Linked DNA regions of Mus musculus: all the other regions are linked to region 3. Evidence: chromatin contacts called from public HiChIP or PLAC-seq data. All regions are on one chromosome and are shown on one strand. Each heading gives the region's core, a stretch centred on a gene start, on an enhancer-like site or on the middle of the called end of the contact. The rest is flanking DNA. Distances are from core to core; before and after follow the strand shown. Region 1 has its middle 78 kb from the start of Gm35255. Region 2 has its middle 110 kb from the start of Gm35255. Region 3 holds the start of Sox2 (SRY (sex determining region Y)-box 2). Region 4 has its middle 14 kb from the start of Gm52623. Region 5 has its middle 130 kb from the start of 1700017M07Rik. Region 6 has its middle 70 kb from the start of Gm52623. Region 7 has its middle 94 kb from the start of Gm35255.

Region 1 (2,700 bases), core at 100-2,599, 380 kb after region 3:
GAGGCATACAACCCTCTCAGTCACCTGCATCTTCCTGGGGAATCAGTGGATCTGTCTTCATAGAACTTCTCAGTGCTCATGTTGAAATCTGGATGATATATCCTTATGTGTTTGCCGTGGGCTATGATTCTTAGCATGGTCAGAATTATAATTTTTTAAAAGACCTCTTTGAGGTACTGGAAGATGGTTTAGTAGCTAAAGTGTTTTATGCACAAACATGAAGACCCAAGTTCAATGCCCAGAACCAACTAAAAAAGAGCCAGCAAGGTGTAACTAACAGCAGCTAATTCTGGTGTAAGGGAGGCAGAGACAGGCAGAGACAGGATTCCTGGAGATTCTAGGCCAGCCTAGCTTAGTTGGCAAGTTCTAGGCCAGTGAGAAACTCTCAAGGTGGGGAACATCCCGAGGAATGACAGGAGAGGTTGTCTGCTGGCCTGCACATGCACACACATATTCATATCCATATGGTGCACACACACATACATGACCATGCACACAGAAAGAAAATTTCCCTTCAAAACCCTCTACACTTAGACTTCCTGTGATTGACACAGTGAATAAGTCCTGTCTTAGTGTTTCATTGCTGTAAGGGGACACCACAAACACAGTAATTCTTATAAAGGGAATTATCTAACTGGGACTGGCTCCCAGTTTCAGAGGTTTAGTCAGGAGGTTTAGTTTATTAGCATAGCAGGAGGCACAGGGGCAGACATGGTGCTGGAGAGGCAGCTGAGAGGTCTGCACTAGGGTCATCAGGTAGCAGGAGAGAGAAAGAGCCACTGGGCCCAGTTTGAGCTTCTGAAACCCCGAACCCCATCCCCAGTGAGGCACTTCCTCCAACCAGGCCACCCCTACGCCAACAAGGCCACATGTCCTAATCCAAACCCCAAATCCCAAGACATGGGGGATTTGCCTTTCCAGGGTTCTGGGTGTTGGGTGTTCTTTGTTTTGTTTTGTTTTGTTGTCTCATGGAATGCAAAGCTAATGAGGATCCATTTATGTTTTCTACAAATGCAGTCGTTGGTTGCCCTACTCTCTCTACATTCTGACCACTCATCCTATTTCTTTTCCTTTTAAGTTGTTCTTTCATCTCTCACTAAGTGCTGTAGTTCTTCTTTTGACCTAAGAAGGGTATGGGAGGCGCTAACACGACTCGATTATAAGAGATCTTGTAAACGACCTTTAAAACACAGCACAGATATACAAACATAGAAGGACATCATCTGGGACCTGGGTCCGATTCAGGAACATTTCTCCTGGATGCCCTGGTTCTCCTGTGTCTATGCTGTGGGTGGAGTAAGAGGAGTTCCCAAGGAGAGAAATGACCTACGACACGACACAGTGAGCCTAGGACCTATGAGCTTTGGACATGGCTTGTGGCACTTGTTCTCTTTCCCTTTAAGGATTCCCAGGCAGAATAATTGTATGCAAAGTTAGTAAAACTCCTGCAACTTAATTGTAAAGACTCAGTATGAGTCCCCAAGAGGAACTTTCAACTTATTTTTTTAAAAAATCTCCTAATATCATATTTGCTGATTAGGTTTTTTTTTTTTTTTTTCTTGACAAAAGCCAGAACCGTCTGGGACAAAGGAAACTCAGCTGAGGAATTGCCTCTATCAGATTGGCCTGTGGGCAAGTCTGTGCAGGCACTTTCTTGTTAATGATTCCTGTGGGAGGGTCCAGCTCTCTGCAGGCAGTGCCCCACCCCCACTCCCCACCCCCGGGCAGGTGGTCCTGGGAAGTGTAAGAAACGCAGCTGTATGTAAGTCCGAGGAGCCAGCTAGAAAGCAGCATTTCCGCATGGCCTCCAGCTTCAGGTCCTGCCCTGACTTTCCTTCAGGATAGACTTGAAACTGTAGGGTGAAATAAGCCTTTCCTCCCCAAGTTGCTTTTGGTCATGGTCTTTAGAGCAGAGGTCAAAAGCAAACTAAGATACTCTGTTTCCATAGGAGGTTTTGCCTGTATCCTTGTAAGCTTGCTGATACTGTACGGAACACACTCGCAAAACTAGGCTTGTAACTCTTACAGGGTCCTCAGTAGAGCACTGTAGCCACACTGATTTTTTTCTCCGTTTATTCGGTAATTTGAGTATATTTACATCATGATTTGGGGTCTAAACAGGTTTTTATTGTTGTTGTGATTTTGAAACAGGACATTAGCTGACCTAGAACTTACTAGATAGACCAGGTGGCCCCCAACCTCAGAGATATCCTTCTTCTACCTCCAGAGGACTGGAATAAAAGATGTGCACCTTTTGTAGGTGTGCTTTGCCCAATGATGTACAGAATTTTTGAAAGCTCAGCTTTCTGGGAAAAATTGCATCAGTAATCTACCCTGTCCCATTGTTTTATAGAACAAAGCAAGGAGAGTCAGAGATGTTAAGTGTTTTGGCCAAGGACACACAGCTAGCATCTGTGTGTGAGAGAGAGACAAAGACTCCCTTTCCTGGCTGGCAGCTCCTTGTCCCCTTACCTCCAGGGTAGGAAATATTCAATCAAGGGCAGATGATGAATCACAATGCAGACATATTGTATTTCTTCTTTAGACTTTTTCATGTACCAGTGCGGCACCTGGGAACTCAGATAATTATACTGTGAGGAGACAGGTGACAGGAGAACCAGATACCTCCTCTAATTCCTAGTCCTCCGTCAAACACAGAAGATGTGGCAAATTGCTACCTGGAGGCTCCAGGAGGCAGGG
Region 2 (2,764 bases), core at 100-2,599, 410 kb after region 3:
CGATAAAATCTTGCTAGTGTATGCAATGGTGTCAGCGTTTGGATGCTGATTATGGGGTGGATCCCTGGATATGGCAGTCTCTACATGGTCCATCCTTTCATCTCAGCTCCAAACTTTGTCTCTGTAACTCCTTCCATGGGTGTTTTGTTCCCAATTCTAAGGAGGGGCATAGTGTCCACACTTCAGCCTGCCTCTGCCTCCCAAGTGCTGGGATTAAAGGTGTGCGCCACCACTGCCCGGCCTCCTCTATCTTTAATAAACAAAGCAGTCATACTCCTAGCATCAGTGACACTGACACCAGCAGTATTGTCACATTCCGAAGCACCTGTTGGAGACATCTGAAAGCCCTTTCCCTCCCTCATACTTGCGTGTGACCAAGCTCTTACCGTTTAGTCTATTAACAAAGTATCATGTATGTTACCATGTAAACATCTGATTTAGAATATTTCAGTAAAAAAGATCTAATATAAAATAAATTTTATACTAAAAAACTTTTTAGGTTTTTAATGTGTATTTAAAAGCATTTTTTTCCTGCACTAGGTTCGGGGGGGATTGGTATCCCACAGGGTCCACACCACAATGGCCAGAAGGCAGTAGTAGCTCTATCGAATCCAATCCCAGTTTTGGTCCTCAGTGTTCTCAGGACTCTTCCACGTACCCACAGAGCTTTGGAATGTCCCCTCTTCCCAGGAGCAAAGGTTTAACCCGTTTTCCAAAGCAAGCCATTGTCTACCAATCACCAATGGCTGACAGGCTTGCACAGAAACTATTGTCCTTGTAAAGAGGAAGCATTTGTGAAGTGCTGTGGGGTCAAACTACGGTTCCAAGGATGGTCACATCTTGCTTGAGTGTGTCCCTTAGCATCTCTGACTCCCACAGTCCTCACATCCTTCTCCTTCATCTAGGTATTTATATACATTTTTATGTGGTTTTTTTTTTTTCCACACAACACATTTTGATCACGTTTTCCCTGCCCACAATTCCTTCCTCCAGGACACTCTCCACCTCTTTCCACACTCAACTTTATGTTCCTTTTCTCTTTCTCCTTAAAACAAACAGACAAGAATCAAACCAAAACACCACCCATGGAAACAGGAAACACACACACACACACACACACACACACACACACACACCTGCCACAAAACCACAAAAACAAAAATCAAAATAAACAAGCAAAAGACAGATAAGACAAAAATGCCTGTAGTTCTCAACGGGCGTGGTGCTGAGTAAGTGAGAGACTGCCTGAAGATGCCTCTAAACCAAAGCTGACAGCGATGACTGCCAAAGTCCTCCCTGCCCTCCTTGCGCCTCGCGCCTGCTTTCTCCTCTGGCAAAAGCGCCTTTCACCATGGTATTTCCAAGCCTGACTGAAATGCACCTCCTCCAGTGGCCTGATAGAGTCACTTGTGAAAAGGAATGAATCTTGCTTTCATTTTGTCAATCTTCCTACATTCTTTCCTGCTCACTCCACGGCTTCTCAGACCCCCTCTTCGCTGAGGGGAGCACCATTGACTGAACTCGTGTTGCATAAATAAAGCCTGCTGTGTTGCCTAAATACACTAAATCCTCTCTCTCTCTCTTTTTTTTTTTTGTAATTTCAAGATGCTGGAGACAACTAGAGGAATTCCCCCAGAGGAAAATGAGAGAGAAAAGGCACAAAGTCAGGGAAAGTACGAGAGTGTTGCCCAAACACTGCACAGGGATCTGAAGAAAGCTCAGACAGGGAGCTCCAAGCCCTGGGCAAGGATGTGACATAACAGCCTATCCCTGGACGAGGTGAGCAGAGAGATGTGACAAGCAGACGACAAGCAGATGCTGCCCCAGAACATTAGGGAAGCCTATGGGTCAGGTTGGGGAGACACCGACAGTGAAGAACGATATAGGGAAGATCTCAGGGCTGGGCCCCTTCTCCAGCCCCAACCTCCCGCCCCACCGCTATCAGCAAACCTTTATTGAAGGCCTATTGTGAACTCTGTGCGCAGAGAGTGAGACACTAGATGAATCTGGCTGTGGAAGAACAGCTGTGGAATGACAGACCGCTGAGGCAGTAGCTGGAAAGTTGTGTCTCTCTCTACCTTACCAACGAAGTGCGGTTGCTCAAAAGCAGGCAAATGTCATTTTGGGGGGAGCGGTCTACACAAGCCGTGTTTCTCTACCAGATATACATTGGTATAGGCTGAATCACCACAGCTTTTATTCCAAGGGACATGCAGGGGGGGTTGGAGGCTGGAGGTTAGTGTCGCCACAGCTGAAGTCAGCCTTGGTGAGAGCACCTGTAGCTGTGGTAGACAGGATTAGGTTTCCACAAAGAAGGAGAAGCTGGCTTAAAGGTCGATTTGTTTATTTATTAGTGTGTGTGTGTGTGTGTGTGTGTGTGTGTGTGTGTGCATACCCTCACACACTTGCATTCTTGGGGATGTGGCTGAGATTAGCTGTTCATGGTCTCAATAGAACCCAGACTTAGTCTGTGAAGGAGAAAGAAGTTGATGAATGATGGGATGCTGAGAAAGTGGCCAGTTAGTGGGAGAGACTACAGGATGGGAAATAGCATCTCTCATCCAACTCCACTTCTTTAGCTACAGAGCTAACTTCCTGCTTTCTGCTAGAGTACCATCTACTAAGTTAGGCACGGCCTCTGGCTCCCAGGCCTCTTTCTGAATCAGAAAGACTTGTCCACGTGCACCCAGCAGCTGATCAGAGGAAGAATCCAGTCTTTGCGCCTGTCCTCCGGTCACTTCTCTGCACTTCTTCATCACCTCCT
Region 3 (2,700 bases), core at 24-2,523:
AATGGGAGATCGGCTAAAATTACCCTCTCGGGTCCTGGGCAGGCAAGATTCTTGAACCCCTACCCCCGCCCCCAGCCCATTCTCCCACAGCCTGGGCTTGCTTGGTGCCGGCTCCTCGGGTTCGGCGGGCCTTCTCTCCGCCTGCACCTGCACCTCTGGACCCCGCGCGCTTCCCAGGCCCCGGCGCCTCTCGGCCGGGCCTTCGTGACTACCACCGTGCCTGTCAGCAGGGGCAATGCCGGCTGCGCTGCCCCATCCTGAGAACGCTGCGTGGGAGGGAGTTTGTGAGCGCAGCCCAAATGCCACCTCCGCGCCTCGCGGTGGGATGCCAGGAAGTTGCGTGACCCTCCCCCCATCCCCTGCACTCGGGAGCTTCTTTCCGTTGATGCTTTCGTCCCCAAGGTTTCCTCTGAAACTGCCACCACTAAAAATCCTCTTGTGTCAGGGTTGGGAGTTAGAAAGAGCGGGAGCAGAGTTCCAGCTTTGCCTTTGCACCCTTTGGATGGGGCAGGTTGGTGGAGTAGGGAATTAGGGGTTGAGGACACGTGCTGCGGTTCCTTGAGCCACACCTGAGTCGGCCTAGGAAAAGGCTGGGAACAAGGCCTGGTCCTAGCTCTGCTCTACAGTCAGCTACATGGGCAGAGGACTCGTGTTTGGGAACCGAGCCGATGACACGGAAGCCAGGAGGGCGCTGAGGCCCGAGGCTTGGGTCTAACTTCTCGTCTGTACGGTGAGAAGAGGGGGTGAGTGGGTGCTGGCGACAAGGTTGGAAGAGGGGCTGCGACAGAGCGCAGTGCCGCGGATGAGCGCAGAAACAATGGCACACCACCTCCGGCTCTGCCAGCTTCCTGAAATACTAGTTGGACAGTCGCCCTGAACCACCCATGGGCCTTGCCCCACCCTGGCCCCAGCTTCCCGCGCCCCATCCACCCTTATGTATCCAAGAGAGAGCCAATATTCCGTAGCATGGGGGAAAGGAGCTGTCGTCTTGGTGCTGTTTACCCACTTCCTTCGAACAGGCGTGCGCCGTGACCTGTTGCTGAAAACGGGGGGCGGGGGGGGGGGATACAAAGGTTCCCCAGCGGCCGGCTGCGGGCCCGCCTCCCCCGCGCGGTTCGGGGCACAGCGCTCTGCTGGGCTCGGCTCGGCGGCGCGGCAGGCCCCGCCCCCTTTCATGCAAAACCCTCTGGCGAGGCTGGGCTCGGGCGCAGGAGCCGGCGCTCGCTGATTGGCCGCCGGAAACCCATTTATTCCCTGACAGCCCCCATCACATGGATGGTTGTCTATTAACTTGTTCAAAAAAGTATCAGGAGTTGTCAAGGCAGAGAAGAGAGTGTTTGCAAAAAGGGAAAAGTACTTTGCTGCCTCTTTAAGACTAGGGCTGGGAGAAAGAAGAGGAGAGAGAAAGAAAGGAGAGAAGTTTGGAGCCCGAGGCTTAAGCCTTTCCAAAAACTAATCACAACAATCGCGGCGGCCCGAGGAGGAGAGCGCCTGTTTTTTCATCCCAATTGCACTTCGCCCGTCTCGAGCTCCGCTTCCCCCCAACTATTCTCCGCCAGATCTCCGCGCAGGGCCGTGCACGCCGAGGCCCCCGCCCGCGGCCCCTGCATCCCGGCCCCCGAGCGCGGCCCCCACAGTCCCGGCCGGGCCGAGGGTTGGCGGCCGCCGGCGGGCCGCGCCCGCCCAGCGCCCGCATGTATAACATGATGGAGACGGAGCTGAAGCCGCCGGGCCCGCAGCAAGCTTCGGGGGGCGGCGGCGGAGGAGGCAACGCCACGGCGGCGGCGACCGGCGGCAACCAGAAGAACAGCCCGGACCGCGTCAAGAGGCCCATGAACGCCTTCATGGTATGGTCCCGGGGGCAGCGGCGTAAGATGGCCCAGGAGAACCCCAAGATGCACAACTCGGAGATCAGCAAGCGCCTGGGCGCGGAGTGGAAACTTTTGTCCGAGACCGAGAAGCGGCCGTTCATCGACGAGGCCAAGCGGCTGCGCGCTCTGCACATGAAGGAGCACCCGGATTATAAATACCGGCCGCGGCGGAAAACCAAGACGCTCATGAAGAAGGATAAGTACACGCTTCCCGGAGGCTTGCTGGCCCCCGGCGGGAACAGCATGGCGAGCGGGGTTGGGGTGGGCGCCGGCCTGGGTGCGGGCGTGAACCAGCGCATGGACAGCTACGCGCACATGAACGGCTGGAGCAACGGCAGCTACAGCATGATGCAGGAGCAGCTGGGCTACCCGCAGCACCCGGGCCTCAACGCTCACGGCGCGGCACAGATGCAACCGATGCACCGCTACGACGTCAGCGCCCTGCAGTACAACTCCATGACCAGCTCGCAGACCTACATGAACGGCTCGCCCACCTACAGCATGTCCTACTCGCAGCAGGGCACCCCCGGTATGGCGCTGGGCTCCATGGGCTCTGTGGTCAAGTCCGAGGCCAGCTCCAGCCCCCCCGTGGTTACCTCTTCCTCCCACTCCAGGGCGCCCTGCCAGGCCGGGGACCTCCGGGACATGATCAGCATGTACCTCCCCGGCGCCGAGGTGCCGGAGCCCGCTGCGCCCAGTAGACTGCACATGGCCCAGCACTACCAGAGCGGCCCGGTGCCCGGCACGGCCATTAACGGCACACTGCCCCTGTCGCACATGTGAGGGCTGGACTGCGAACTGGAGAAGGGGAGAGATTTTCAAAGAGATA
Region 4 (2,700 bases), core at 92-2,591, 400 kb before region 3:
CCAACCAGTAGGATTATAGATATGAGCCATGACTTCCAGCAGCACTTCATGTGTGTGTGTGTGTATGTATGTGTGTGTGTATACATGTGTATACTGTATTTATTAATATGTATGTATATATACACAAATAAACATGTATATATGTATGTGTTTATATATGTATATACATGCATATATATATATATATATATATATGAGTATATTTATTTTGAACATTTGACCCTTCATGTTTAAAAGGCTAAAATGTGAATTTGAAAAGAGAAAAGTCTGAGCTTGAATTAACATTTTTTGAAGTCATAGCATTTAGCTCCTCATACCTTTCTGTTTCCTAATTTGGAGCTGGCAATAACATACAAATTAATTCCGAAGAAGTAAAATGTATCTCAGATTAGGTATTCTTGACTCTGCTGACATAAAACAATTTTACCATACTTCTATAAAATTAGTCCCCAGGTCCATCTACATGAACAGTGGTTATTCAGATATTTATTTGATTTGATTATAAGTAGTTATTGCTTATATATTTTAAAAAGTCATTTCCTTTTGCTTTTGGCTGTAAAAGTAGTGATAAAATGTGGTTGATTTTAAACAATTAGACCTTCATGGTTTCATTGAACGTTTCTCAGAGAGCAAAGAATACTGATACTTATGGATACAGTTCTAAAGTTTCCAACAAGTTCGTTAAAAAGTGTACTTTCCTCTTAGAACTAACCTTCAAGGCTCCTTGGGTGTAATGTGCTGCACCATCTTACATAAAACACTTCGGTGCTTCTGCGATGTTGCTGACAGTTTTTAGCATTTATCATTGGAGCCTGGAGATGAGCAGCCAGCAATCTGTGGTCAGAGGCCAGGAATATTTGGGAACAACCTCCAATGCCCAGGACACCCCGACTGCAGTCACTCCATAATATCCTTCATGTGGAGGTCCAGAAGCCTGGCATAAACATATGGCTAGACTGGCTGTGCATGAAGATGTGCTGTTCAGACACCTGCAACAACTCTTGGACTCGAAACACCCAGAAAGCTAAGTTCAGCAGCAGAATTTCATAAAAAGGTCTAAACCCAGCCTCCGAGAGAACACGAAGCCAGCATTATGCGTATAATACTGTGAATGTCGGAGATAAGGCTGGGCACCACTCTTCCCCTTTCCTAATCACCTCAGCCATTGGGTAGGCTTCTTGTTAATGGAAGCAAAGCAAAATTCCGTCGTGAAAATATTGGATATTCCAATTAATAAATTCCAAATAAAAGTGGAATTAAGCTAAAAATGATAAAGAGCCCTCGAGTGGCTTGTTGATTAGAAACTACTGTGGCTCCTCGTCTGGGCTGCAGCGCCAAGCAGGCAGCAGCTGCTGATAATTTGGTGCAAGTAATTGTAGAGCCAATAAGTTGAAGAAGTGCTTATTAAAAGAAACGGCTTTCCTATCTGCGTGTAAGTTCAATTGAGTAATGCACTCTACATGCGGTCTGACACTGGGTAAATTATACACCTGATTTAAAAACACTCCATCCAGAAGAGCTCCTATTTTGCTCATCCATAAAATTTTTACTTTCTCCATCGCTACTTGCAGCAATGTAGGCATAATATCTATCAAATTAGGCTTGGAGGACGCCTCAGTCTGGCACCCTGCGGGCTGGAAACATGTGCTTAATATTACTGCAGTGCTTTTAACCCCATGAGTGCCCAGGCTTAGCCCACACAGGCACAAGGAATGTGCTGCTCTTTCCTTTACCTCCCCCAGAACACATCCGAGACAGGGGTGGGCTGAATCACGAGGTAGAGAATAGGTACTGGAGTTTAAGGGAGCTCAAACGACGTGAAGTGTCTGAACCACCGTCTCCCAATTCTTAGAAACACGTCTGAAATGCAAACTTTGGAAAGCAGACCATTCTGGGTTAACTAAGAAGCTATGGACAGTGGGGCACAGCGTACAATAACAGCATGTTCTGGGGAACTCTTAGGAAGGTGACCATGGGATGTGTTTTACTTAAGTATGTGACTATCCAGATGACTAATTAATTCTAATGAATAGTCCTTTCCTTCTGTCTGATGAGTGCCAGGCAGTATGTACACCAGATGTGAAACATACTGAAACATAAAGCAGGCAACACACATGTTTTCTTGCAACCCAAGGCATTAAGCAAAAGGATCAAGCTTTCCACAGACCACCAAAATAGGATGGAAAACCATGAGCACTCAAAAGACATTTGTTCTCATTCATTCATTCATTCATTCATTCATTTGAGAAGATAGTGCCTGACTCACAGACTGCCCACTGACCCATGCCCCACTCTCTACCCAGTGGTGCTTCCCTGTTGTAGAGCTAAGAACACATGTACACACAAATCCATGTTCTTTCAGACTGCGGCTGCAGGGGCATCTTCTCTTCCTCCTCTTATTTTATGACTCTGTGTATAGCCCGCAACACAGAGTGTCAATGGGGGAAAGTATACTTACCAGAGAATTTTGTGCCCACTCTTTATTTATTCTTGATCTAGGGGGGCACCCTGATGTCAATTTAGCTCACTGTGGAGTGCTCTGAACATTAATGTTCTGTTGGCTGACATTTTGTTGTAAATGTTCTGTACCCCTCAAATCAGTCTCATGAAATTGGTTACTGGGATTTTAGCCCCCAAAGACAGGGCTCTGCTCTCTGGGTATTGATCAGCTAGGCTGTAGGGCAGTGCTTCTCACCCTTC
Region 5 (2,700 bases), core at 186-2,685, 490 kb after region 3:
TTCATCTCTTTCCCATGTTGCCCTCTCCACCTGAATTTAAGAAAGCATGCAGTCCAGATATTGTGGGCGGCTACCTTACATGTAGAGGGTCAATCTTGGAATAAAATTTACACAGAGAACAGAAGGCAGAGCTGAGACTGCTGGGGTCAGAGGGACACTGTTAAGCCAGATCAATCCCTCCAAGAAGCCTGCCCTAGACTCTAGACTTCTCAGAACACAAGTCAAACATTCTTCCCTTCTTTTAAACAGCTTCTGATAATTTTAAAGGAAAAAAAAAATCACTTGATCGATATAAAATGTTGTTTTATGTTTTATACACCCATTTTTCCTAGCACTGAATTCTGTGTCTTCAAGATCTTTTTTTTTTCTTCTTTCTCAACGCCTTTAAGCATTCTTCATGGGTGTCAATAAGTCTGCGTTCTCGCTACCCATTGCTTCTCCTATAACAGCTGCTACCACATCTGCCTCTTTTTTTTTTTTTTTTCTCATTAGAACTAAATGAAACCATCAGATTCCCAAGTAGTTCTCCTCCTGGCAAAAGAGCTCTACTAAAGACCTTAAAACACACTAAATGAGATTCTTATTTCTAGAGGAAACAGCCCCTCTGTAGGTTGTCATAAAGACCCTCCCTTTCAGGAACTTTCACGCAGCTTTAGTCTTAGTGCCCTGAGATTTTAGGTACGTTTCAAAAGCAATGGGGTATTTTCCACTCATTGGCTCCTTCATAAAATGTGGAGTCTCATCCCAGTAGAAAGATGCAGACCTAGTAAGGGCACAGTTGAAGCCTAGGAGAAGCCACCACCCTGGTCCTCAGGAACAGCTAAACAGAGGAGTCCATCAAGAAATTCCTGGGCTGCCAACCAATGCCTCCAAGAAGCAGCAATTATTGGGTTTCTCTCTCCTAGAGACAGAACACAGAAAATTTCACCCTGTTTTCCCTGCTTCACTTAAGAAGATGAGAACAAATGAAACGAAGAAAACAAGTATCAGCCAGAGAAACTCAACCCAGGAATCTCCATTGCCCCCATGCCCCAAAAATCCAGAACACAAAGATGGAATGTCTAAAACTCTCCTAACTCCTGCGAGGCCCACTGTGGGGTTGAAATGATTTAAGGAGGTGAGATGCTTTCATTGATCTCTCCTTTTCCAAGAAAAAAAAATTTGACGAAAACTGTGTTCTAGGGAAATGTTATCAGAAACTTATTTGTTTGTGTATTTAGCTGTTGCTGTCTGCTTTACCCCTTATATAATGTTGACATTCTTTGAAAATGGGTAGATGGACCTTATTCAAGTTCTGACAGTAACTCTTTGTTAGTGTACAAACGGCTTCAGAGGTATTTCATTACCATTCGTAATCATCCGTTTGCTTCTAGCTGGTGACATTTGGAATAGTAAGCAGGGGACACTCTTTGTGTCCAGTGAGTTCATAGAAAGTTAAACTTACTTTCCACAACAGACTCAAGCTTAGCTACCATAACCCTCTTCAGTTACTGTGTGATGTGTTTGAACAGTATGAATGATTAATGAAAGCTAAATAGTCCAGTTTCTATCTTAAAACCTTTTTGTTAACTGCCAGAGAGCTGAGTGACTGGGAGGTGATTGCTGTTCAAATGAGTTATTTATGCAATCTGATGCTTGTTCCCTGACAAAAAATTTAATGTATCAGCTGCTCATTTTCAAAAGATGTAAAAAGTCAGAAACTCTTCCTGATGCCTTTTCCCATCCACAGACCAACACCAAGCTCTGTGGTCCTTGCCAGTTTGGCATCAGAAAGCGAACTTGGCTTGCCCGTCTGAACGAAGCATGGTTGCTTTCTCCCAAGGAAACCAAGATAAAATGTGGCAACGGGTAGCATCCATTACAAAGGTCCTGAAAGTTGCCTCAGAGTTTTCCTGGACCAGATTCTGGCATTGCTCCCAGAAGAAGGCCACTGCCACCCGTGAGCTACGAAAAACAGTCATGCCTGCTGGAGGGAGGGAAGTGTGTAAAACGCTCTGGGTGTTTACGAGCTGATCTGGAAGAGGCATCTTCAGAGATAACTCCTCTGGTAAAGGGGCTCAAGCGTGATGAGGAAACAGAGATTAAGAACCCAGGTGGAGACCACACCTGGGGGATGACAGGAACTAGAGTGGAGGAGGAGGAGGTTGGAGGAGGAGGTAGGTTTCCAGAACACAGCATAGTCGTGGGACATATAGCAGCATCACATGTAATATGAACATCCTTTGGCTTGTTTTGTGATGCTGGGGATCCAGTTCAGCCTCATGTATAGACAAGGCTTGTGCTCAGCCACTGAGCTGCACCACAGTCCTTCTCTCTTTAAGCAAACTTTACATTCTTTTGTTGGCTATGCTGTAAATGCCCTCTTACTCATTTTTTATAATTTGATGGCATTTGGAGCATTGCTTATGGCATGTTTGTCAACTCAACTCCATCAGAATTACGATCATAGCAAGGGATGAAGATACGAATGTCTACCTGACAATCTCTCTCTTTTTTTAAGCAATAAAACCTTTATCCTTTTCCATTTGGTGGTCTGTTGGACACGAACCATTTAAGAGTTTCCAAATAAAATGCTTTAGCACATCTGCAATTAATAAGCCTGAAGCTTATTTTGTACCATTCCTGGTCATCTCTTTTACCAGTTGTGTGTTACTTTGGTTAACCATTTCCTTTCAAAAAGGAGGAACAGAAACGGAATTA
Region 6 (2,700 bases), core at 130-2,629, 450 kb before region 3:
CCTGAATTCAAAAAGCAATGAACTAGTGGCCAGAAAGTCTAGCCCTGTTTTCTATTTAGGAAAGTTGTGGGCAATTCTATGGCAATTCTGTTGCAATAGCAGAGGGTAAAGGACTTCAATTATACCTGCAGTCATCTGGGTGACTTTGATTAGAAATATAAAGTAACCCCCGAGATGGGATGAACCAGAAGCACCCATTCCCTTTCTGAAGGAGCTTGTTTTCGCTGGTGTCTGAGAGCATCATCACTGCGTCCAGTGGGTACAGCTCAGACTCTAAGCTGCTTTAGGTTCCTAACGGAATTGCCATGCTGGTCAGGAACCTGGAGCAGAGAATAAATACCATCTTCCACAGCACAGCATCAGAAGCTTGTGCCGTTTGCGATTCTTTTCCATTTTTCAGTTTTTAAGTGTGACTTGGTAGATGCTTTATCCTGAACACAATGCTGCCGTTAATAGCGAATGAAATGACTGAGACGGTGCCGAGGGGGGAAAGGAGTAGGCGGAAGGATTTCTAGCCGACCACTGCAAACCACAGGCTGCAATTATCTGCAGCTGAGAACAAGTCGCTTTTAATGTGTCCATTTGGCCAAAAGAGGGAGAATTATAGAGACTGCTCTCCTCTCCCGTCCTCCACTCTGTTTTCTTCTCCATCTTTATGTAGTTTATCATCCATAATTTCAGGATGTATTTTGCCTCTTTAGGCTGTTTTATCTATAGGCTTATGAGGTCAGTCATGTGTGAATTCCTTTGTTAGTCATCTCACCTTTTGCCTTGATGATAGAAAATTGATCAGGCCTAAAGTACAAGCTCAATAGACAACCCTCTTGGTCCTTTGTCTAGGAGAACAGCTACATTGAAGGCCACGAGCAGGTAGCTATTAATATGACAGGCGCTCTATCTCCCACTGTAATTTATAATGAAATACCTAATCTCCATTATTTTGATCCAAGCAGGCGATTCCATGAAAAAGTCTTTTCATCCAGTTCCCAATGGCTGTTGCATGAGAAATGGCAAACCAATAATTTTTGTCAAGTTTTTTAAGCCAACAGAAATGCTTTTCCACGGCTGCGGTTTCAAAAGGCAGAGATAAAGCTCATTCACGGCGATGAATGGAGAAGCCATCTGGGGCTTTCTTTTTGACTTCCTTCCCTTTTCTCCATCCTTGTAATCAAATTTGAGCAAAATGAAATGGGGCTTTCTATGAAAGTACCTTTTGTTGATCTGAACGAGCTGGTAATTTACAAAATACCCTTCCTTTGTGAGGAAGGCTAAAGAAAAAAAGAATCCGTAGCTTTTAAAGCTGGGCCTTAGTGGGACTCTAAATGCAATGAAAGCAGTCTGTGTGGAGAGATTGAAATGCATTTCAAAGCCAGGCCTGACTAGGGGGGCACGGAGAACAGACCTATGAGCGTTCCCTAGGAAGGGAAAAAAGTGAATGGAGAATGGGAGAGAAGCGGGAGCTGTGGACCGGGTGTTGAAGTTACCGTGGCTCTGTGGACTCAGTCGTCTCCAGTGGGGCCGAAGTTGGACGTCTCGCTGTCCAGGAGACTGAGCGGTCTGAGCAGGGAAAGTTTGGAGCTCCGCGTGATTGGAAAGAATGAAGGTGTGAGGATTCTGCCAACTTTTTCCTTTCTCTGCGTGTGCTGGGATCTTGTGGGGACTGCTTCAAGAGAACCCGCAGATGTGAGTTTCCCGACGACTAACACTTACTTCCCTCTTCTTTTTGCCTGCTAGATTTCTTCTCACCAACCCCTCTTCACCCGTCGGAGCCAGAAGGATGTGTGGATAGACGGCTTAAGAACAGTAAGTAACGTGAGCTGTTTTCTTCCATCCCTGTTCAGGATTCGTTGCAACAGAGCTGAGGTTTGCTTGTTGGAGGCGTTTGGGATAAGCACGCACTCCTTGAAGGGAAGGGAGCTTCCTGCCACGTTTGCGTTGTTTGATGTGAATTCTGGTTGACTTAGCTGGTTTTTACTGGTGACAATCAACGTTCTCAGTGCTGCTTCCTCTTGTGATCTGTGATGCTGAGCTTTGTGTGGCATGGAACATACGCGTGCTAGTGTAGTAGTTTAAGATACCCTGTGAGTATCACAGGCACTAGCTCTGGGGTTGCTTCTGTGAGCTAAGCACCCCTTGTACATTTCCCTTTTAAGTTCCAGTCATCATGATTTCTCTCCATTTATGCATGAGGTAAAATTGTAGCAAAAATTATGTGAACATATTTTCTCACAATAAACATCAGAGAGAGAGAGAGAGAGAGAGAGAGAGAGAGAGAGAGGAGTTGTTTTGCTACTTAAAAGTCAAACCATTTTAAAGGTGACTTAAGCAAAATGTCTTGTCATTTAAACATTTCAATGAACCATAATACAAATAACAAAGGTAGTTTCCTGTTTGAGAAAGGGAAAAGTGCATTTTTAACGTCCCAGAAGTCAGACAGATCAGTTACCTGAAACCTTATACTTTGGATTAGAGCCCATGCCACAGGTAATCTTAAAAAGGCAAACGGAACATTGGCACTTGTAAGTAGCCACAGTGTTATTTTAAGTTTGAGAGGTAGCTCAGCCAGAATGGCATAAATGAGCACAGCCAGCTCTCCTGTCTCAGGGTGGCATGAAAAGTGTTTATACTGAAGACCACATTTCAAAGGTGAGGCGCAGAACCCCACAGAGGCAGCCTTCCTGCTCCCAGAGCCAAGAGCAA
Region 7 (2,700 bases), core at 155-2,654, 390 kb after region 3:
GACACAGCAATCCAGTACTGGAGATCTTGGGCTGGGCTCCACCAGGCTCTCATTCCTTAAATACAGCCCAGAATCTGGCAAGAACATAAAAAACGACCATTGATGTCTCTCATGGGCTGCTATAACAAAATACCCCAGGACAATCAATTTAATGATGGAATAAACTGCTTGTAGTTTTTCTAAAGTCTGAGGTCAAGGTGTTAGAAGATGTAGTGTCCAAGAGGGATCATTTTTATTGTGTCTTCACAGCAGGAAAGGGTCAACAGCTGTTTGTTTGTTGAGACAAGGTTTTATGTAGTCCAGGTTGGCTTCAAACTTACTGTGTAGCCAAGAATGACCTTGAACCTGTGATACCTCGGCAGGCCCCACCCCAGGCACTGGTATCGCACCTCTGCTCCTCTATGTCTCCCAGTTTATGTGGCAGATGTTCTACTGACTGAGCTCAGCCTCAGTTCCTCGTTAAGCCACTTTCACACGGTGCAAGACTTAGCCACCTCCTGAAGGCCCCACCTTTCTTCTACAGCCTTAGGCTTCCCATCCCACAAGGATCCTAACCTTACTTGCCTAAGACGAGTGCCGTCAAAATTGTCTTTGCAATGTGTCTTCTCACCCTGCCTCCAGGGTTGGAGGATGCTCATCTACTGGTCTAGTATGCTACTCTCTCAGTTCTGAAGACCTTTCATCTTTAGTCAACTTTAGAGAGCTAGGTCTGGATAAGCCATCTTCGGCTTTTCTTTCCCTTCCAGAAGGCTTCCTCAGCTCAGTGGGCTAATAGCTATTACAGTTACACTTCCTATGAGTCGAGGGCCAATATTCACTGAGGCAACAGTTGCTCAGCTTTCTCTCAGAAGCCTTGCTACTCACTGAGTAACAGCAATCATGTACATTGTTACCTTTATTTCAGAGGAGAAATCAGAAACATGGAGAAGCCAGGGACCTTGTCTGAGCTTATACAACTTAAATTTACCAGAGTTAGGATTTCCTGGCAGAACTGACTCTACAGGACATGCTCAGTGTTGGGCAGCCCAGGTGGGTCAGATCATATTGGTAAGCATAGCTTCTGTGCTAGGGTTAGTATTTCTGCTTTTCAGAATTGGGAGGCTCATGCTATGTGCAAGGCTCAGAGCCCAGATGCTTCCAATTCTCCTGGGTGTCCCTGCAGGTTCCGAGGACACGGGAGGCTCAGGACTGCTTTGGATCTTAGTTAAGACAGAATGGTTAAAAAATACTCAGACATCCATTCTGTTGAGCCTCCCAGGTCTCAGAGTGCACCTCTTTCCCCTCATCTTATTGGAGAGGATTACTGTAATTAGCTTTCATCTTCATTTCAGAAATGCACACAAATAGAGAAGACTGCCTTGAGGCAAACTGTGTGAGTATCCAGTTACAGTCTGCTCTGATGATTTCAACAGCATTCACATCTATGAGGGACGGGATGTGTGACTGCACTGTATTTACAAAGTTAACGCTTAGGGTAAATGCTTTCTGTATCCATTCATGATTCTCTCCACACACTGCCCCATTCCAGAAGTGAAACTGGTGAATTTCCTTGGTTCTTTTTTTTTTTTTTTTTTTGGCTGAAATGAATACTTGGCAAGACAAATGTATGCATGGTATGGAAGGATGTGTTCTGTTCTCAGGAGTAAGCATCTTTGACATTTTAGAAATATGTTAACTCTTTGAGAATTTTATGCAACATATTTTGATCATATCCATGCCCACTCCTCTCAGCACCGTCACTGACTTATAAAACTTCAACTGCTGCCTGCAAGGTGAAGCAGCTTTGCTTTAGCTTGCCCATCTAGACTTGTCTTTCTGCATCCTAGAAAACTTGTTGACCAACTGTTTCTATTTTATTTTTTATTAAATTTTAAAATAGATTCTTTACTCATATATTACATCCCAACTACCATTTCCCTTCCTCCCTCCCTTCCTCTCCCCTCCCCTTTAACCCGCCTCTCACCTCCATTCCTTCTCCCCTTCCCTTCAGAACTGGGTAGGCCTCCCAGGGATCTCACCCAAGCATAGCATTTCAAGTTACACTAAGCCAGGATTCTCCCTTGGTATTAAGTTGAACAAGGCAACCCTGTAGGATGACAAAGGTCCCAAACACAGGCGAAAAAGCCAAGAGATAGCTCCTGCTCTCATTGTTAGGAATCCCACAAAAAGAGCAAGCTACACAACTGCATCATATATGCAGAGGGCCTAGGTCAGACCCATGCAGACTCCTTGATTGTTCAGTCTCTGTGAACCCCTGTGAGCCCAGGTTGGTTGATTCTGTGGGTTTTCTTGTGTTGTCTTTGACATCTCTAGCTCCCCACCCCAAAGGATTCTTTGAGTTCTGTATAATATTTGACTGTGGGTCTCTGCATCTGCTTCCATCAGTTACTGGATGAAGCCTCTCTGATGACCATTATGCTAGGTTCCTGTCTACAAATATAACAGAGTATCATTAGGAATCATTTCATTGACTTTTTTTTTTCCAGTTGTGTTTGGCTCTTTCCTAGGTTTCTGGGCTACCCAGCCGGTTTTCTGGCTGGATTGATGTCTCAATCTCTCCACTGGAATTCTTGCCTGGTTATATGTAGGGTTGTGGTTCTTGCGCCTGCTCCACCACAGGACTCAGGCTCTGGAGAGGCAGGACATGGGAAGTTGACTGTGCTTACCATTGCTGGTTGGTGTTGGACAATGGGGAAGCCA

The links. HiChIP or PLAC-seq counts read pairs in DNA pulled down with a chosen protein or histone mark.
Region 1: an H3K27ac HiChIP or PLAC-seq map of embryonic stem cells shows a contact between it and region 3, with 5 times the contacts expected there. The contact joins the enhancer-like site here to the promoter of Sox2 in region 3. A contact is called at or near these places in 10 of 39 promoter capture datasets (the 3T3-L1 cell line, the SN4741 cell line, cranial neural crest and 5 more), 8 of 484 Hi-C or Micro-C datasets (embryonic stem cells, nephron progenitors and trophoblast stem cells), 13 of 115 datasets of contacts at active chromatin or transcription factors (craniofacial prominence, embryonic forebrain, embryonic hindbrain and 4 more) and 1 of 9 other capture datasets (embryonic stem cells).
Region 2: a contact with region 3 is called in an H3K4me3 HiChIP or PLAC-seq map of embryonic hindbrain, with 6 times the contacts expected there. The contact joins the enhancer-like site here to the promoter of Sox2 in region 3. A contact is called at or near these places in 7 of 39 promoter capture datasets (cranial neural crest, embryonic stem cells, liver and 3 more), 14 of 115 datasets of contacts at active chromatin or transcription factors (craniofacial prominence, embryonic basal ganglia, embryonic forebrain and 7 more) and 2 of 9 other capture datasets (embryonic stem cells and pancreatic islet).
Region 4: an H3K4me3 HiChIP or PLAC-seq map of embryonic basal ganglia shows a contact between it and region 3, with 4 times the contacts expected there. The contact joins the enhancer-like site here to the promoter of Sox2 in region 3. A contact is called at or near these places in 9 of 39 promoter capture datasets (the 3T3-L1 cell line, the SN4741 cell line, cranial neural crest and 5 more), 9 of 484 Hi-C or Micro-C datasets (cerebellum, cerebral cortex, embryonic fibroblasts and 4 more) and 12 of 115 datasets of contacts at active chromatin or transcription factors (VIP interneurons, craniofacial prominence, embryonic basal ganglia and 8 more).
Region 5: an H3K27ac HiChIP or PLAC-seq map of stem cell-derived neural progenitor cells shows a contact between it and region 3, with 7 times the contacts expected there. The contact joins the enhancer-like site here to the promoter of Sox2 in region 3. A contact is called at or near these places in 10 of 39 promoter capture datasets (cranial neural crest, embryonic stem cells, frontonasal cranial neural crest and 5 more), 2 of 484 Hi-C or Micro-C datasets (neural progenitor cells and neural stem cells) and 25 of 115 datasets of contacts at active chromatin or transcription factors (SST interneurons, astrocytes, craniofacial prominence and 13 more).
Region 6: an H3K4me3 HiChIP or PLAC-seq map of embryonic forebrain shows a contact between it and region 3, with 5 times the contacts expected there. The contact joins the enhancer-like site here to the promoter of Sox2 in region 3. A contact is called at or near these places in 5 of 39 promoter capture datasets (cranial neural crest, hippocampal neurons, liver and 2 more), 12 of 115 datasets of contacts at active chromatin or transcription factors (SST interneurons, VIP interneurons, astrocytes and 8 more) and 1 of 9 other capture datasets (embryonic stem cells).
Region 7: an H3K4me3 HiChIP or PLAC-seq map of craniofacial prominence shows a contact between it and region 3, with 3 times the contacts expected there. The contact joins the enhancer-like site here to the promoter of Sox2 in region 3. A contact is called at or near these places in 11 of 39 promoter capture datasets (the 3T3-L1 cell line, the SN4741 cell line, cranial neural crest and 6 more), 3 of 484 Hi-C or Micro-C datasets (embryonic stem cells, nephron progenitors and trophoblast stem cells), 12 of 115 datasets of contacts at active chromatin or transcription factors (craniofacial prominence, embryonic forebrain, embryonic hindbrain and 5 more) and 1 of 9 other capture datasets (embryonic stem cells).

Annotation. Positions count from the first base shown.
Region 1 is chr3:35,026,417-35,029,116 of GRCm38.p6, forward strand. No RefSeq gene overlaps it. Among named protein-coding and RNA genes, the nearest start is that of Gm35255, 78 kb to the left of the region's middle. Within about 2 kb of position 1,350, at least 28 of the 459 cell types and tissues checked have an H3K27ac peak or open chromatin away from gene starts, as enhancers often do. A contact at or near this core is called in embryonic stem cells, epiblast stem cells and trophoblast stem cells, where this site is marked.
Region 2 is chr3:35,058,877-35,061,640 of GRCm38.p6, forward strand. No RefSeq gene overlaps it. Among named protein-coding and RNA genes, the nearest start is that of Gm35255, 110 kb to the left of the region's middle. Within about 2 kb of position 1,350, at least 11 of the 459 cell types and tissues checked have an H3K27ac peak or open chromatin away from gene starts, as enhancers often do. A contact at or near this core is called in neural stem cells, where this site is marked.
Region 3 is chr3:34,648,722-34,651,421 of GRCm38.p6, forward strand. Sox2 (SRY (sex determining region Y)-box 2) reads left to right here and starts at 1,274. Exons shown (of 1, transcript NM_011443.4): 1 at 1,274-2,700. The coding sequence starts at 1,695. The coding sequence ends at 2,654. The region is part of intron 3 of Sox2ot (SOX2 overlapping transcript (non-protein coding)); the gene reads left to right. RefSeq lists a promoter at 761-1,511.
Region 4 is chr3:34,251,575-34,254,274 of GRCm38.p6, forward strand. No RefSeq gene overlaps it. Among named protein-coding and RNA genes, the nearest start is that of Gm52623, 14 kb to the right of the region's middle. Within about 2 kb of position 1,342, at least 13 of the 459 cell types and tissues checked have an H3K27ac peak or open chromatin away from gene starts, as enhancers often do. A contact at or near this core is called in VIP interneurons, embryonic basal ganglia and second pharyngeal arch cranial neural crest, where this site is marked.
Region 5 is chr3:35,140,201-35,142,900 of GRCm38.p6, forward strand. No RefSeq gene overlaps it. Among named protein-coding and RNA genes, the nearest start is that of 1700017M07Rik, 130 kb to the right of the region's middle. Within about 2 kb of position 1,436, at least 25 of the 459 cell types and tissues checked have an H3K27ac peak or open chromatin away from gene starts, as enhancers often do. A contact at or near this core is called in astrocytes, forebrain, neural progenitor cells and 3 more, where this site is marked.
Region 6 is chr3:34,195,427-34,198,126 of GRCm38.p6, forward strand. No RefSeq gene overlaps it. Among named protein-coding and RNA genes, the nearest start is that of Gm52623, 70 kb to the right of the region's middle. Within about 2 kb of position 1,380, at least 24 of the 459 cell types and tissues checked have an H3K27ac peak or open chromatin away from gene starts, as enhancers often do. A contact at or near this core is called in SST interneurons, VIP interneurons, embryonic basal ganglia and 5 more, where this site is marked.
Region 7 is chr3:35,042,502-35,045,201 of GRCm38.p6, forward strand. No RefSeq gene overlaps it. Among named protein-coding and RNA genes, the nearest start is that of Gm35255, 94 kb to the left of the region's middle. Within about 2 kb of position 1,405, at least 4 of the 459 cell types and tissues checked have an H3K27ac peak or open chromatin away from gene starts, as enhancers often do. A contact at or near this core is called in craniofacial prominence, where this site is marked.